Regions from separate parts of the Mus musculus genome. Here all the other regions are linked to region 4. A link is a contact called in public promoter capture Hi-C data. All regions are on one chromosome and are shown on one strand. The core of a region is the stretch at or near the end of the contact, and the rest is flanking DNA. Distances in the headings are between cores, read along the strand shown.

Region 1 (3,687 bases), core at 937-3,436, 2.0 Mb before region 4:
GAGGAATTAGAGAAAGACTTGACAGAATAAGATCTGCCCAACTCTCATGAGAAGAGAGAGAAAAGGGAAGCTACTTAAGAAAGCAGTGCCCACAGAGAGAAAAATGAGAGAGGCAATTTTACCATGAGAGCTTTACAGAGACAGGTTAAAGACAGAACAAGCTAGACACAGGTGAAGACAGAGCAAGTCAGAGAAGGAGCCAAAATATTAGAACAAATTTTCAAAGTGATTATGAGGCCAAACCGAGCAATTCAGAAGAGGAGAGAAGCCAGATTGAATCAGTTGGCATGGGGAGGAATTTGAGTCAGAACAGCTGAATTGGCCAACCAGCTAGAGATCAGAATGAACTAGAAAGAGTAAGCTTAGTTAGCAGCAAGTCTCAGAGGCTGAAAACATTCTAGACCTAGATTAGGTTGTATGGAAGCTAGAAATGTTCAGGACAAGGCCTAAGTTAGCAGATTGAGGTAATAAGCCTTGGAGACAATTAAATCAGGTAAATAAAGGATAATTTTACAGTGCTGGAAGTTCATTAGTAAGAGGCCAGCTATGAAAGTATATAAGAATTATACACTGGCAGAACATGTATTTATTAAATACAAATGAAAAGGAACAGCACATGTACTAATGTGAAAGATGTATAAAATATTTTAAGTGAAGAACAGCAATGCTAAAATGCTGTCATTTGTGGTTTTCTAAATTAATCCAGGAATACAGTAGCTCTTCTATAGCATCTAGAAATGTTTACTATCCAGGAATAACCCCTGAGTTAGCTTGCAGATCTCAATTCATTGTGGTGGTTACATAATAGTGTGGGTGTTCTTAGAGCCATGTTGCTTTAAAAACAAACAAAACAAAACAAAATAAAACTCCTTTGGATGGGATAAGCTGTAAGTTAAATGGATGACCACCGAACAGTTATTCAATTAACTAGGTCTATATAATAATGTCTCCATCAAAATTCAAAAGGCAGGATGTGGAGCTTCCAAACAGTTGGAGACTGATGCCTCCACAGAGGGCATAGAAGTACCACACCCCTTATTCGTAAACACAGGGATATCTATCCCTGCTTCACCTGAATCCTTTGCAATACGCTTTGTAACACGTCAGTAAGCATGTTTCCTGAGTTCTGTGGGATCTGAGCTCTGGGAGCAGTTAGTAAAAACCCTGATTTCCAGCCAGTGGGTCAGAAGCATAGGTAAAATAAAGTGGAACTTAGAACTGATGTTGAAAGTGGGAACCAGTCTTGTGTCTTGTATACACAGCATATAGGAACCATCCATCTGCACCGAATTAGAGAGCTGCAAACGGTGTTCAGAGAGGAAACTTTGCTTGCTTGCTGGTGAGGACAAACTTCTAGCGTCCTTTGAGGTCAGACTGCCATTACACACACACACACACACGCACACGCACACGCACACGCACGTACAAAACCATGGCAACCATCAGAAACTTCTCCTTGGGCTAACTTCAAACTCCCAGAATCCAATCTTACCTGCGTCTCCCGTTTAGTTTACCACCAAGTATATTAAGCACCTAATTATTTTCCATGAGTAAAGTTAATCCTAGAATAAAAGAAGTTAGTTCCTACCTACTAAAAAAACCATGGACTTCCCAGTTCCTCGAATTCAGGGTGACAGTTTTTTTTCCTGCTCTGTATTGGTCTATCCTTCCAATGTAAATTCCTACTGACACAAGACCTGCTCTGTACCTGCATAATCTATCGTGGCTACCCTCGAACCTAAAATAGGAATGGGAAAACTGAGCCACACAGGTGGCAACCGGGTGTGCACCTCTGGGTGCACGTACTCCGTTCTCCAGCTTCTATTGCAGATCACTGCACAGCCACCCCTGCTCCTGGCAGACCTCTACATAAACTAGAATCGCAGCACGTACCTGATACCCAACAAAGACCGGACGAACGTAATAGATGTACCTGTAGTGCCTTCGCCAGGGCTCTAACCTGCCCAGATCTACGCTAAAATTATATACGCCAGCGCCCAGCAGCTAAGGGTGTCTATTTGCTGCTTAAAAGTTTAGGGAACGTGTGCTACGAGGACGTGAGGATGTGCCGAAGCTCATGAAAAAAGCCTGCGACCAGAGCCAAGAGGCCAGAGCGCCACAGCCTGGCGGTTCTTGCTGTTAGTCTCCGAGCCCGCGACGATGAAGGTCGGCGGGAAGGAGTCCAAAGGGATGAAGGACAGGGGGCACTTCCTGCAGACGGAGCTGGGCACCGAGGGGGCACTTCCTGTAGTTGGAGCTGGAGACTCACTGGCAACTTCCGGCAAGCGTTGTGCTCCTTAGAAGCCTGGTGACAATCTCTGGTGCACCGGTGGAGCCAGGTCGTGGTTTTCCTGACCCGCACCTCTCCTGGTAGTTTCGAAGAAACCAAACACGCGCTCATTTCCGTAAATCATTTCAACAACAACAACAACAAAAAAAAAAAAAAAAAAAACCAAAAAACCCTGTAGGATGTACCTGAGGGAGCGCTCTTGCTTGACATACTTACTGGGTTCGGTCCCCAGCACCACAAAAGAAAAATTTTCCTAGACTGTCTTCCATAAAGACAAAGCTGAGTTGGCCTTTACAGGGTCTTGTGCGGACAGTCAGTTGGGTAAATACCCAACAAAGCCCTAAGGTGAGTATACAGATTTTATATGCGTGCAAAATCCCAGGTAGCTTGAATTCAAAAGTTAACCATATTTACTTCCTGTGTATTCGACTGGGAGATCATATGACAACTTGGAGCTCTCTTGCTTTGTGGGTCTCAAGGATTGAACTCAGGTGTGTTGGCAAGCACTTACTGGCGGATCTACCACCACAACCTTCCTAGAGATGTCTTATAAATTCTCAGGACATTTGGGAACGTTTTGTTCATCGAGAATAATAGCTTTTGAAGCACTTACGGAAATCAAAATGTAAGTTTGCACTTTATTATTTGGCTAAGACAGCAATCCTTTTTCTATAGCAGCTGAAAAATATTGTTGTTTTGAGTGTTTATGAACATCCACATGTGCATGTGGGTATGGAGGCCAGAGGTCGATTCCTGAGGCTTTTCTCTATAACTCTTCAACTTTATTTTTTAGACAAGGTCTCTTACTGAATCTTGGGGCTCACTGATGCAGCTACATTGGCTGCCAGCAAGCTCTGGGGATCCCCCACCCCCAGGGGGATTATAGCTCTATACTACCATCCCTACCACTGTCATAGGCATTTTACCAACCGAGCCTCTCCCAGACCCATAAGCATAAACATCCCAACAATATTCCGTTGTATAGGGTACAATAATTTACTTAACTATCCTCAATAATGCAGGTTTAGTTATATTCTTTATTAAGTAATGCTGTAGGAAACACCATTTAAAAATCTTTACTTTCTTTTTATAGCTTTAATTTTATTCAAAAATTACTTTGAAACTTTATTAACACTTTACAGACTGTTTACAATACTGTCAATATCATTATTTCCATAGAAAAGTATTCTCTTTACACTATCAATAATTATGTTTTTATGTTGCTTTAAATATATTTGTTGAGTAAATATTACACACACAAACTGACGAAGAATAATGTGCATTTAAAATTTTGATAGTTCTCTAATTTTTAAGGGCCATGCTGTTTGGAAGTAAAAGGAGAAGCTAAGAGAAAGGCCAGAAAAGGAACATCACTTTCACACAAACAGTGATGCATA
Region 2 (3,209 bases), core at 312-2,811, 2.0 Mb before region 4:
CCTTCCCAAGTTGCTTTTGGTCATGGTGTTTAGCACAGCAATAGAAACCCTAACTATGACAGGAGCCGAGTTCAAGTCACAACTGCCTGCAGCCCCAGGTCCAGGGGACCTGACGTCCTTGTCTGGTTTCTGCAAGCACTAGCACACATATGGTATTCACACAAACACATAAATAAAAATAAATCTTATAAAAACCATAGTACCATTCTAACAGTTAAGTTTCCAATAATTGCTTAGTATTCCTGAGTTCTAGTTTTCCCCAATGTCTTAGCTGTATCTTTTTACAGTGTTATGGGAAGCTTACCAGAGATGATAACTGAGACACAGTGTATATACAATCAAAGTCTTTATTCCAGCCAGCTGGGACCACATCCAAGTTTTGGGGGTGCATCTGGATGTGGCCCCCAGTGTCCAGAGCATGGGATTTTTGAGTGCAGAGACTTCATCAAGGCATCTCCCTCGGTAGCTGTAGTGGAGACCACAGGACAAGCAGTTCAAAGCAAGCAGTTTTAAAAGAATTTAAGACAAGCAGTTAGACAGCCGCAAAGAGATTCCACACAAATAGGCAGCTAAGATAAAGGCTTAGCTGGAGGGGTTTCCTGAACAAATAAGCAATTTCAACAAAGCTTAGGTAATTTAGCTAGGGCATTCTGATCATCCGTTCCTAGAATAGCACTGGGTAGTTTTCCATGGGATTCTACAGGAAGATCAGATTCCAGTTAAACCTCGAAACAGCCTCAGCAAGAATATCAGATGGAGGAAGCTTGCACCACCTCACCCATCACAACAGTTGTTTGGTTCTAGTCATGGCCGAAGTAAAGTTTGTCACGGCACCTGGCAGATCGGTCTATTGAGTTTCTTTTAGTTGATGACAGTTCACCTTTCTCAGGTTTGGGAGTGCTTGCATCTAACCTTTGTGTTAGTGTGTCAGCCAGGCTGTAGAGAAACAGGAAGAAATGAAGTTGGAATGGGATGTCCATGGGGTTGGGGACTAGAAAGTTTCTGGAAGTGCATAGAGGGAGTTTGGATGCTTGTAATGCACAAACTTTTTTGCTGAAGAGCTGGAAATCTCTAGTTATTTGGATAGGTGCCATAGTAGACTATACTGGCTCTTTACTGCCTATAGTGTCTTAAGAAGTGGTGGGAAGTAGGATCTTGAGTCCGTGTCTGGAGGATTCTTCTCTCAAGTAGTTTGGCCTGGAGTGGGAGGAAAGGGAGCAGCAGGAAGAGGACAGGACCAGGGACAGACAGGCCCCTTCAGACAAGTGAGTGTCCTGCTTCTTTCACGGTTTCTAAGACATACCAAATTTCTTACCTTTTCCCACCTGCATTCCCCATTCTGCAAAGTCTACTTGCCAGCTGAATTTTCGAGTCAGCACTGTAACAATTATGAAGGCAAGCTTTAGATCAGAAAGAACCAAGGGTCCCGGATAACTTACTTCCTCTGCTTAAACATATACTCCTGTGTTACCCATAGTCTACAATCCTTTCCCCAACAATAATGGGTTAATTTGGAAAGAACCACAGAGAAGCGCATCCTAGAGGGCGCCGGAAGTGGCTTGGGTTCCCACAATGCTTCCACCAGAGTCTGGATGTAGTTTATTTGCCCCGAGCATCCCTTGAGAATATTGTGGGTTTAGGGTGGAGTGCAGAAGACTAGGATTGTAGGTGACACCTCTGCAGCTGTGCCTTTGGTGACCCAGAGCACGAGGGGAGGGAGGAGATAGATCTAGTCTGAATTCCCATCTTGCGAGAATCTTCTGCAGATACAGCTTGTAGCTAGAGGAGCCTGGAGTTGGCACAGAATGGCTAGAGAACCCGGAACGTCCGCAGCCCTAAACGCTCGGTCTGCAGAAGAGGGCACTGGGCTTCTAGTGGTGAAAGTGGAACAGGAAGAGGCCTCCCCCTTGGCAGAGGAGACCAGTTGGCTGGGCAGTCCTGGGCCTGACCGCTCCCGCCAGCGCTTCCGTGCTTTCCGCTACCCAGAGGCAGCCGGACCCCGGCAGGCGCTGAGCCGGCTCCGCGAGCTCTGCAGACAGTGGCTGCGGCCAGACATGCACAGCAAGGAGCAGATCCTGGAGCTGCTGGTGCTGGAGCAGTTCCTGACCATCCTGCCAGGGGAGCTGCAGACCTGGGTGCGCGAGCAGCACCCCGACAGCGGGGAGGAGGTGGTGGCGCTGCTGGAGTACTTGGACAGGCAGCTGGATGACACACCTCCACAGGTAGAAGGAACAGGTTTAGTTAGACCCATGTCCTGTGCCTTTCAGAAACCAAGCAAGATCCAAGGAAGGCATTGCTTAGAGCCCGCAAAGTCTGTCTATGCTGGAAACCTGAGGCAACCAGCGAACTGACCTGGGCCCCTCAGGATAGTTAATCGCATAAAGGAAAATAAAAGGATTGTGGAAGAACTCGTTCCTAGTGAGGCTGGGGTAGAATGTGCCGAGCAGAGTGCTGAAAGGTTACATATGTACTTCTTGTTGTGTGGTGAGTAAGACACGAGGACAGGTTTGAGCAGTGGAATAGGCACAAATGACTTTGTAGGTGTTTTATTGGCTTGTCACGTGAAACAACATCTGCCGTGGCTTGCTGGCAGTCATATGATGCTTATGCCTCTCACACACACACACACACACACACACACACACACACACACACACACACACACACACAAATGTAGTTCTTCCTTTGACAGTGGAGAGGAATTCCACAGTTTTCTTAGAGCCTAGAATCTAAGAGTTTTTTTCTAGCCAAATTCTTGTATACCTTGTTTAAGAGTTTGGTAGAAAACAGGGTGTTTTTTACCTCTATCTTCTGACCTAAAGCAAAACAAAACAAAACAAAACCTTTTTCGAAATTTCATACACATCAACACTCCGTCTCCATCATATTCACCAACAACTCGGCTTCAATTTCCTCCAGCCACCACATATCCCCTTCTCCCCTTCATACAACTCCCCCTTTGTAAACTACCAAGTTCCATGAGTGCCACTTGCTGTCCCATTGGCTGATCGTGTTGTTTTGATCCTGTGCAGTAACCATACTGTCAGTGAGTTTATGGGTCAGTACCCATGTCTTTCCCAAAAGGTAGCTTTTTGAATTACACGTCGCCATTCCCCAATTCTTACGATTTTTCTGTCCTGTCTTCCACGAGGCTCACTGAGCCCTGGGAGTCAGGGGTTGATGTCGATGTCCTGTTTGAGGATGAACAC
Region 3 (3,617 bases), core at 768-3,267, 2.3 Mb before region 4:
CCTGGAGAAAATGATTAGCAAGTTCCAGCCATGGGGACTGCACCAGTTTGCGTAGTGAAAGGAATATGATCAATATAGGAGGGAAAAGGCCCTGGTTACTGTCATTGTTTCTCTGTCTCCTGTTAGGGCTCTACATACATGGAATAGATTTCATGGGGCACATTTACCTCTGACATTTAAGGAAGAAGAAAAGAAGGGACAAAGTCCTAGACCATGTAAAGAGTTTGGGTATCTTTAAAAAATCCAGTTATGTTATGTCAATGGGTTTTTGTTTTAATCCCAGGTGTGGGATAAGAGGCTGCTTCAAAGCAGGTGATTATGATCTGTCTCATGCTCTAGTAGGGGCATAATTGTTGCTAGGTGGAAACAGTTTACATTTGGAATTCTGGGGACTGTGGAGAGGGGATAAATGCCAGAGAGGGACCTTGGCGATTCAAGAAGGCTGCTCCTCCTCCTCTTGTTGTAGTCTGCCAAATGGTTGTGAACAAAGAGACAAGAAGTTGGAGATATCCTGACATGAAGATTGGACTTGCCTCAAGGAACTCCAATGACTCTAATTAGCAGGAAGTAGTCTAAAGAGGTCTACACCCACTTTTTCCTCTAACTTTCCTCTTCTACCTAGTGTTGGGAGGTTGGAAGGAATTAGGGTAGAATAAGGCATGGAAGGGTGGTAGGTATAAGAACCCAATAAAATAGATTTAAAAATAGGGCCCACAGGTCTGCCTGAGGATAATACATACCATTGTGCCCAACTGAATTTTGATCCCAATGAGACACAGTTACCCAGTTCTGTTTATTTTAAGACTATCCTTCAACAGCCTCATCTTTTTTGTTTTGCTTTTTCCAGGAGAAATGAGAGGTTGAGAAGTTTTTGTAATTTCAGTTAACAGTTTGTTTGTGGTACTCAGACCCTCTAGGTACCACTAAGCCCCACTCTAGCTCAAGCCTTAGACAGTCTTGAAAGGAAAGGGTTATGGCTGTGTGAGGCCTACTGCTTCCCTGTGAGGGGTGGAAGTTGTGTGGATGTAAATGTCCTTAAGGCTATCCTAACATTCAAAATGCTGTGCTGTATTCTTTTTCAAAGGCATTTCCAATATTACCCATCCCAATTCAAGCTCTACTGACTAAAGTCTCCCACGGTGCCTGGTTCCATGATCTGAAGTCACAAGTGCCTCCTTACACCCAGTGATAAGAAGAAATTAAGCCAGGAATGGGGGCCCAAAGACTACAACAAGATGGTTCTGGAAGGACCTTGAATACTACCTTTGAGATGGGTTGGGCGATGCCCAGGGCCTGAGTGCAGGCTCCTGAATGTCCCACACAGAAACACTCAGTTCCCTGACTGGTTTTCATTTCCTGTACACAAACACATGATACAAAATGTTTATTTTAAACCTACACAATTTGGACCTTGTAGTGGTTAGGTTTTTTTAAGTTGACAGAAAAGCGACTTGGGAAGCAGGAACTCTCAGTTGAGGAATTGCCTCTATCAGACTGGCTGTAGGCAAGTCGCTGGGGGCACTTTCTTGATTAATGATTGATGTGGGAGGGCCCAGTCCATTGTCTGCAGTGCCAGCCCTGGGCAAAAGGTCCTGGGTTATATAATAAAATAAGCTGAAGCTGGGCAGTGATGGCACATGACTTTAATCCCAGCACTAGGGAAGCAGAGCCAAGTGAACTCTGAGTTTAAGGCCAGTCTGGTCTGTCTATAGAGGGATTCCAGGCCAGCCAGGACTACACAGAGAAATCCTGTCTCTAAAAAAACCAAACCAAACCAAAGCAAAACAAAACAGTAAGTGGAGTAAGCCAGTAACTGGTTTCTACATAGCTTCTGCTTGAGTTCCTGCCCTTGCTTTCTGTTATGATGGAGTCTAACTTCTAATATGTCTTAAACCCTGTTTCCCTAAATTGCTTTTGGTCATAGTTTTATCACAGCAACAAAACTGCGGCAGACTCTGAGCCACAGAACCTCTTAGGCGGATGTCAGAGTAGATGATGTACACACACACAGTCTCTTAGTTTCCCAGCCGGAGGGATTGTAGCTAACGTGACCACATCTGGAATCAACTAAATGCCAACCGTCTGAGCACATCCGGGGGAGACTTTCTTGATGAGATTATTTGAGATAGGAAAATACACTCTAAATCTGAGCTTCTCCTGGTGACACCTCACAGAAAAGGACAGGAAAGATGAGAGCTTTTGCTTTTTGTTTGTTTGTCTTCACACTTGCTGGCAAGTTCATCTGCTCTGTGGCTGAAGCCTTTCTGTCCTTCTCTGCACACCCCCTTCCCCACCCCGCCCTGCCCTCATAGCTCTGCTCCGGTCTGGTCTATCTGCCTGTCTACCTGTCCACTTGTCTGCCACTGCCCTTTCCCCAGGATCTCATTCTCCTCCCTTCCCTCTTTATATCAGACCTGTTGCATGGCATAATTTCTCAGAGGCACACATTAGCATGGACCCACCAGGCATCCCCTTACCGAGTTATATTTCACAGCAGTAAAATCCAGTGATTCCATCCAGAGGATACTGGGAAATCCCCTAGGAGCTGTGGAAACCAGGGGTTTCTGAATCAAACAAGAAAATGCTTCCTTATGTGTGTTCTCAAGGTCTCAGCCACCCCACCCCACCCCACCCAGCAAGAAAGATGAACTGTGACTCCGTTGTAAGGAGGAGCTTCTTGACATCTTGGGGTGAAACTGTGCGTCTGGTGATGTGCTCCTGTAAACAACCATTCCTGTTTCAACCCAGAGTCTGGCACCAGCTTGAGTGACTGTCAACACAGCCAGTACAAACGCAAGGGGACTGGCCGACAACAATAACAACAGAAAAATAGCCACGGGGATCTGCTGCTCTTGGGGTTTTGTTTTGTTTTCGATTAGAAGCAGGGACTGTATCCGCCTTCCAAGCTCAGCTCCTTCATTTCTTTCTGCCATGTCCCTGGAAGGTAAACACGAGTTGGGGGATAAGGCCTAGAGTCAGAACATTTGCCTAGCCATGTGAGAACTTGGGTGTAAATTAATATTTATACCAATAAGGACACGACACCAGAGATGTAAATTGAGGTAAAACCCTGCTAGCTCACCGAGATAACTTTATTTTCTTAACTATATACAAAGTATCTATTTACAAGCCCGATCCTACAACTAAACTACTAGCTCTTTAGAAGTCTCTATGTGTCATTCTACTGAGCTAGTCTGCCTTTCTCTTGAGTGCCTCCAAACCCAAGAGGGCCCCTTGGTTCTCTTTCCTAGAATACTGTGTAACCTGTGCCTTGCAGCTGCAGCTGCTTCTCTGTTTTCCTGCAAGTCCAAAGAGAAAATCCCTATCTGTTGTTAGGAGCTCCTTCTGTGAGACCCCGACTTAGAGCATTTCTCCCTAGAAGGTAAAGCCCCTGGTCATTCCCCAAGCTTGTTTCCCTGATCTCTAAAAATACAGCTAGAAAGAAGCTCTTTGTTCTCTATAGCCAGCAAAAAGCCTTTTGGTTTCTGAGCCTTACAGCCAGAGATGCGATAATTGTAATTTTACCAAGGACATCCAGGCAGAGAAGAACACTCCTCCCAACTCTTCCCAACTCCTCCCAACTCTCCTCCCAACTCCTCCCAATTCCTTAGCTAGCT
Region 4 (3,433 bases), core at 514-3,013:
GCTGGTAGCTGTGGTTGGTGGGCAGCATTTCTGGGAACAATCCCCCAAATATTTCAGGAACAAAACACTACCCATGCGTGTGGTGCACACCCACGATCCCGACACTGAGGAGATGGAGGCTGGAAGATCAGCTCTTCAAAGTTATCTTCAGCTTTATAGCAAGTTCAAGCCCAGCCATGAACAAAAACAAAATAGTCACCCTGAGCATAAAGTATAGATCCAATGCTCAGAGAGACTTGTTCTTCAGTACAATGCCTGAGTGTGGCACAGACCCAGGATTCCAACCACAGCCTGTGCATGCTAGGCAAGCACTCTACCGAGTGAGCCACATTCCTAGCCCCCTTGTTTTGTTTCCTGAGATAGCATCTTATTATGTACCCCTGGCAGACCTTGAATTCCTGGCAGTCTTGTCTCAGCCTCTTAAGTTTATAGGTGTGTACCTCCACACCTGGCAAGGCATTTATATTAATATTTGATTATGTGGTGTTAAACAAAATATATCATTCAAATCTACGTCATCTATTTTTAACTCCTTTGAATGTTGCCACTTGGACATTTACAGATCTCCTTTGATGCTCTAGCTATATTTCTGTAGGACAAAATTGGGATAAATCCAGTGTCCTCATTCAGAAAGATGAGCCAACACAGCTGCAGTCCCTATTCCTGTCTCTGTCTATCAGGAGAACTGTGGCCATTGCTTTCTGAAAAACTGAGAGGAGCAAGAAGCCTACAACTGTACCTGAGACCAGCACAAACAGGCTGAGGACCAAGAAGAAGAGAAGGGAGGCTATCGGGCAAGAACGCAGGGAAGTTGTAGGCTCCATAGGTCTTCAGGACAGAGTCACCTAGGTCACGTGTGGACAGAAAACCTAGAAGTACAGAGGATAAATCACCCACGGTTCTCATGTACATGACACCTTTTTGTCCCTATGCTGGTCTCATGAGCACTCAGACTTCTGCCTTAGATGGACTCTTGCCCTATGGAACTGGTTATACCTTAATAGTTGGATTCACCAAACATTCTATTAAACAAACAACATAAGCACCAGGCAGGCAGTTTTCTGTTGTCTTAGGCTCAGTTGTCTTTCCAGAGTCCAGTTTCTTCAGCTGTCATTTGATATTCCTCCCCCTCCCTCCTCCTCTTTCTTTCTTCTTGGGCTTTCCTCCTCCTCCTCCTCCCCCACTCCCTCCTCTTCCTCCTCCTTCCCTTGTTCTCTCTCTCCAGCCCCTTCCCTCTTCCTCAACCTCCGGGTCTTTCTCCTACTTCTCTACCCAGTTCTTCCTCCTCTTTCCTCCTTCCCTCGTCCCAAGCCTTCTTTCCTTCCTCCTCCCCTCCCCCCTCGCCTTCCCTGTACTCCCTCCTCCTGGTGAACCTCAGGTAAAACTAGGTAGGTGAGACTACCCCCCCCCCCCCAGGTATTCTTTCCAGAGTCAAAGATCTGGCTTTTCCCTCCCAGCAGCCTGTGTTGTGACACCCTACCCCCACCCCCTATTCCTACAGCCCCTGCTAGGACTCAGAGCGCTCCCCATCCCCTCCCCTACCTTCTAGAATTAACTGCGTTTTCTTTTCTTCTCTGACCCTCAAATGCTGATTATCTTGCCTTTTCTCTACTCTCCAACTTGTCGCTGAGCACAGTCGCCACCAGAGAACAAACTGCTACAGTAGAGAGGAAAGAATTTTCTGTTCTCCATTACTTGCAAAGTGCTGGGACTCGCGACAGCAGACCTCGGAGGACCCATTCCGCGTGCAAGTCTCACAATTTCCACTAAGCAGTTCAGAGCCCGGGATTGGCCTGCCTTAAGTCATCAGCCAATAGTATTCCTATGTCTAGCAGTCACTTGTTACTAGGTAGCATACACAGAAACAATCCTTTCTCCCTCCTGTCTTCCTTTCCCTTGTGCCCCTTTCTTCCCTTCCCTCTTATTGCTTCCCTTTCATGCGCTCCTTTCTTCCCTTCTTCTTCCCACTTGAGAGGTCCTAGAGTTGGGCTTGGTGTCCAGAGGCCTCATCCCTGTGTGTTGAAGTGTGTGTGAAGAAGGGAGTAAGGGAGCCAGATGCAATCCGGGTGTGCTGACTCACACCTTTAATCCCAGCACTCAAACTCTTGGATTAACTCTTTTGGGACAGGGTCTTACTAGCCATGGCTGATGTCAAACTCACAGGCCTGTCTCTACCTCTGCATGCTGGAATTAAAGGCATGGAATTAAAGTCACGCCTAGCTTGATTAACTCTTAAGGGAGTAGACAGTGCTAAGACTTTGTTCTTTAGTTTTAAAAAGTCTCCCATGGGCTGGAGCTATACTCAGTGGTTAAAACTACTTAGTGCTTTTCCAGAGGCCAGTTCAAGGCCAGCCTGGTCTACAGAGTGAGTTCCAGGACTGCCAGGGCTACACAGAGAAACTCTATCTCAAAATCCGAAAAAGGAAAAGGTGTTGGTGGAGAGCAAGACTCAGACTGAGCAGTAGAAATGGGTTACACTTGCTATGATCTCAGTAACGACCTCACTCCCTTCAGACCATGTATTGGTCTGCTGTCTCAATTCTGTTTCTTCTCCCTTGGAGTAGACTACCCTTGGCTGGTTTTTCAGCAGTCTGTCACGATCTATGAGGATTCTTTTGATTGTCTTCAGAGACCTAAGAGTCATCAAGAGGCAAAACTCTTTTCAGTTAGAAGCAGCCAGATCAAGTTGATGCCTATTTCCTAAATGGTTGTAAGGTATCTAGTGTGGTCACAGCAAGCTTAGAGGTCACTGAATCTCCCTGTCTCATAAACAACAGCTCTTAAAAACAGGAATTAAAACAGGACTTTGATGACTGTTTTTTAAAAAGGGCATTTGAATGGTGTCTCTGGCCCTTGTTGAACCTGACATTTTGAACTTCTAGAAGGATCATGTATGTTTGAGCAGAGGCTTTCTTTTTAAATGATCTTATTTTATGTATTTTATATGTGTGAGTATGTGCCACATGTGTGAGGTTGTCTTGGCGGGGGGGGGGGGGGGGCAGAAAAGGACATGAAATCCCCTGCAACTCAGTTGCACTCAATGCTGTGGGTGCTGGGAGTAAAACCCCCGGGCCTCTGGAAAAGCACTAAGTAGTTTTAACCACTGAGTATAGCTCCAGCCCATGGGAGACTTTTTAAAACTAAAGAACAAAGTCTTAGCACTGTCTACTCCCTTAAGAGTTAATCAAGCTAGGCGTGACTTTAATTCCATGCCTTTAATTCCAGCATGCAGAGGTAGAGACAGGCCTGTGAGTTTGACATCAGCCATGGCTAGTAAGACCCTGTCCCAAAAGAGCTAATCCAAGAATGCCTGGCTATCATCTGGACAGGAAAACCTGCCTCAGGAAAGCTGTCTGTTGAGGAGACTTTAAGAAATAGTATAAAAGCTGCTTTAAAAAGTAAATTGGTATAAAGGCCATCTCTTCATTCCTGA

Evidence for each region. Promoter capture Hi-C pulls out the DNA fragments that hold promoters and counts their contacts.
Region 1: a promoter capture Hi-C map of neutrophils shows a contact between it and region 4, with 4 times the contacts expected there. The contact joins the promoter of Pgbd1 here to the promoter of Btn2a2 in region 4. A contact is called at or near these places in 9 of 39 promoter capture datasets (cranial neural crest, frontonasal cranial neural crest, hematopoietic stem and progenitor cells and 6 more) and 1 of 9 other capture datasets (liver).
Region 2: a promoter capture Hi-C map of neutrophils shows a contact between it and region 4, with 2.8 times the contacts expected there. The contact joins the promoter of Zkscan4 here to the promoter of Btn2a2 in region 4. A contact is called at or near these places in 6 of 39 promoter capture datasets (cranial neural crest, hippocampal neurons, liver and 3 more) and 1 of 9 other capture datasets (adipose tissue).
Region 3: a promoter capture Hi-C map of pre-B cells shows a contact between it and region 4, with 7 times the contacts expected there. The contact joins the enhancer-like site here to the promoter of Btn2a2 in region 4. A contact is called at or near these places in 7 of 39 promoter capture datasets (cranial neural crest, frontonasal cranial neural crest, hematopoietic stem and progenitor cells and 4 more), 1 of 115 datasets of contacts at active chromatin or transcription factors (embryonic stem cells) and 1 of 9 other capture datasets (adipose tissue).

What each region holds. Positions count from the first base shown.
Region 1 is chr13:21,438,867-21,442,553 of GRCm38.p6, forward strand. It overlaps Pgbd1 (piggyBac transposable element derived 1), which reads right to left and starts at 2,187. Exons shown (of 5, transcript NM_001162920.1): 1 at 1,894-2,187. Zscan26 (zinc finger and SCAN domain containing 26) reads right to left here. Exons shown (of 6, transcript NM_001347491.1): 6 at 3,314-3,687. It overlaps 4930470G03Rik (RIKEN cDNA 4930470G03 gene), which reads left to right and starts at 1,605. Exons shown (of 4, transcript NR_151504.1): 1 at 1,605-2,635; 2 at 2,770-2,915.
Region 2 is chr13:21,477,288-21,480,496 of GRCm38.p6, forward strand. It overlaps Zkscan4 (zinc finger with KRAB and SCAN domains 4), which reads left to right and starts at 1,562. Exons shown (of 3, transcript NM_001039115.2): 1 at 1,562-2,222. The coding sequence starts at 1,806. Gm40828 (a long non-coding RNA gene) reads right to left here and starts at 1,538. Exons shown (of 2, transcript XR_873159.3): 1 at 1,316-1,538; 2 at 330-936.
Region 3 is chr13:21,235,309-21,238,925 of GRCm38.p6, forward strand. It overlaps Gm32525 (a long non-coding RNA gene), which reads right to left. Exons shown (of 5, transcript XR_003950579.1): 2 at 1. Among named protein-coding and RNA genes, the nearest start is that of n-TAagc17, 3.1 kb to the left of the region's middle. Within about 2 kb of position 2,018, at least 6 of the 459 cell types and tissues checked have an H3K27ac peak or open chromatin away from gene starts, as enhancers often do. A contact at or near this core is called in second pharyngeal arch cranial neural crest, where this site is marked.
Region 4 is chr13:23,487,094-23,490,526 of GRCm38.p6, forward strand. Btn2a2 (butyrophilin, subfamily 2, member A2) reads right to left here and starts at 1,764. Exons shown (of 8, transcript NM_175938.3): 1 at 1,543-1,764; 2 at 740-869. The coding sequence starts at 824.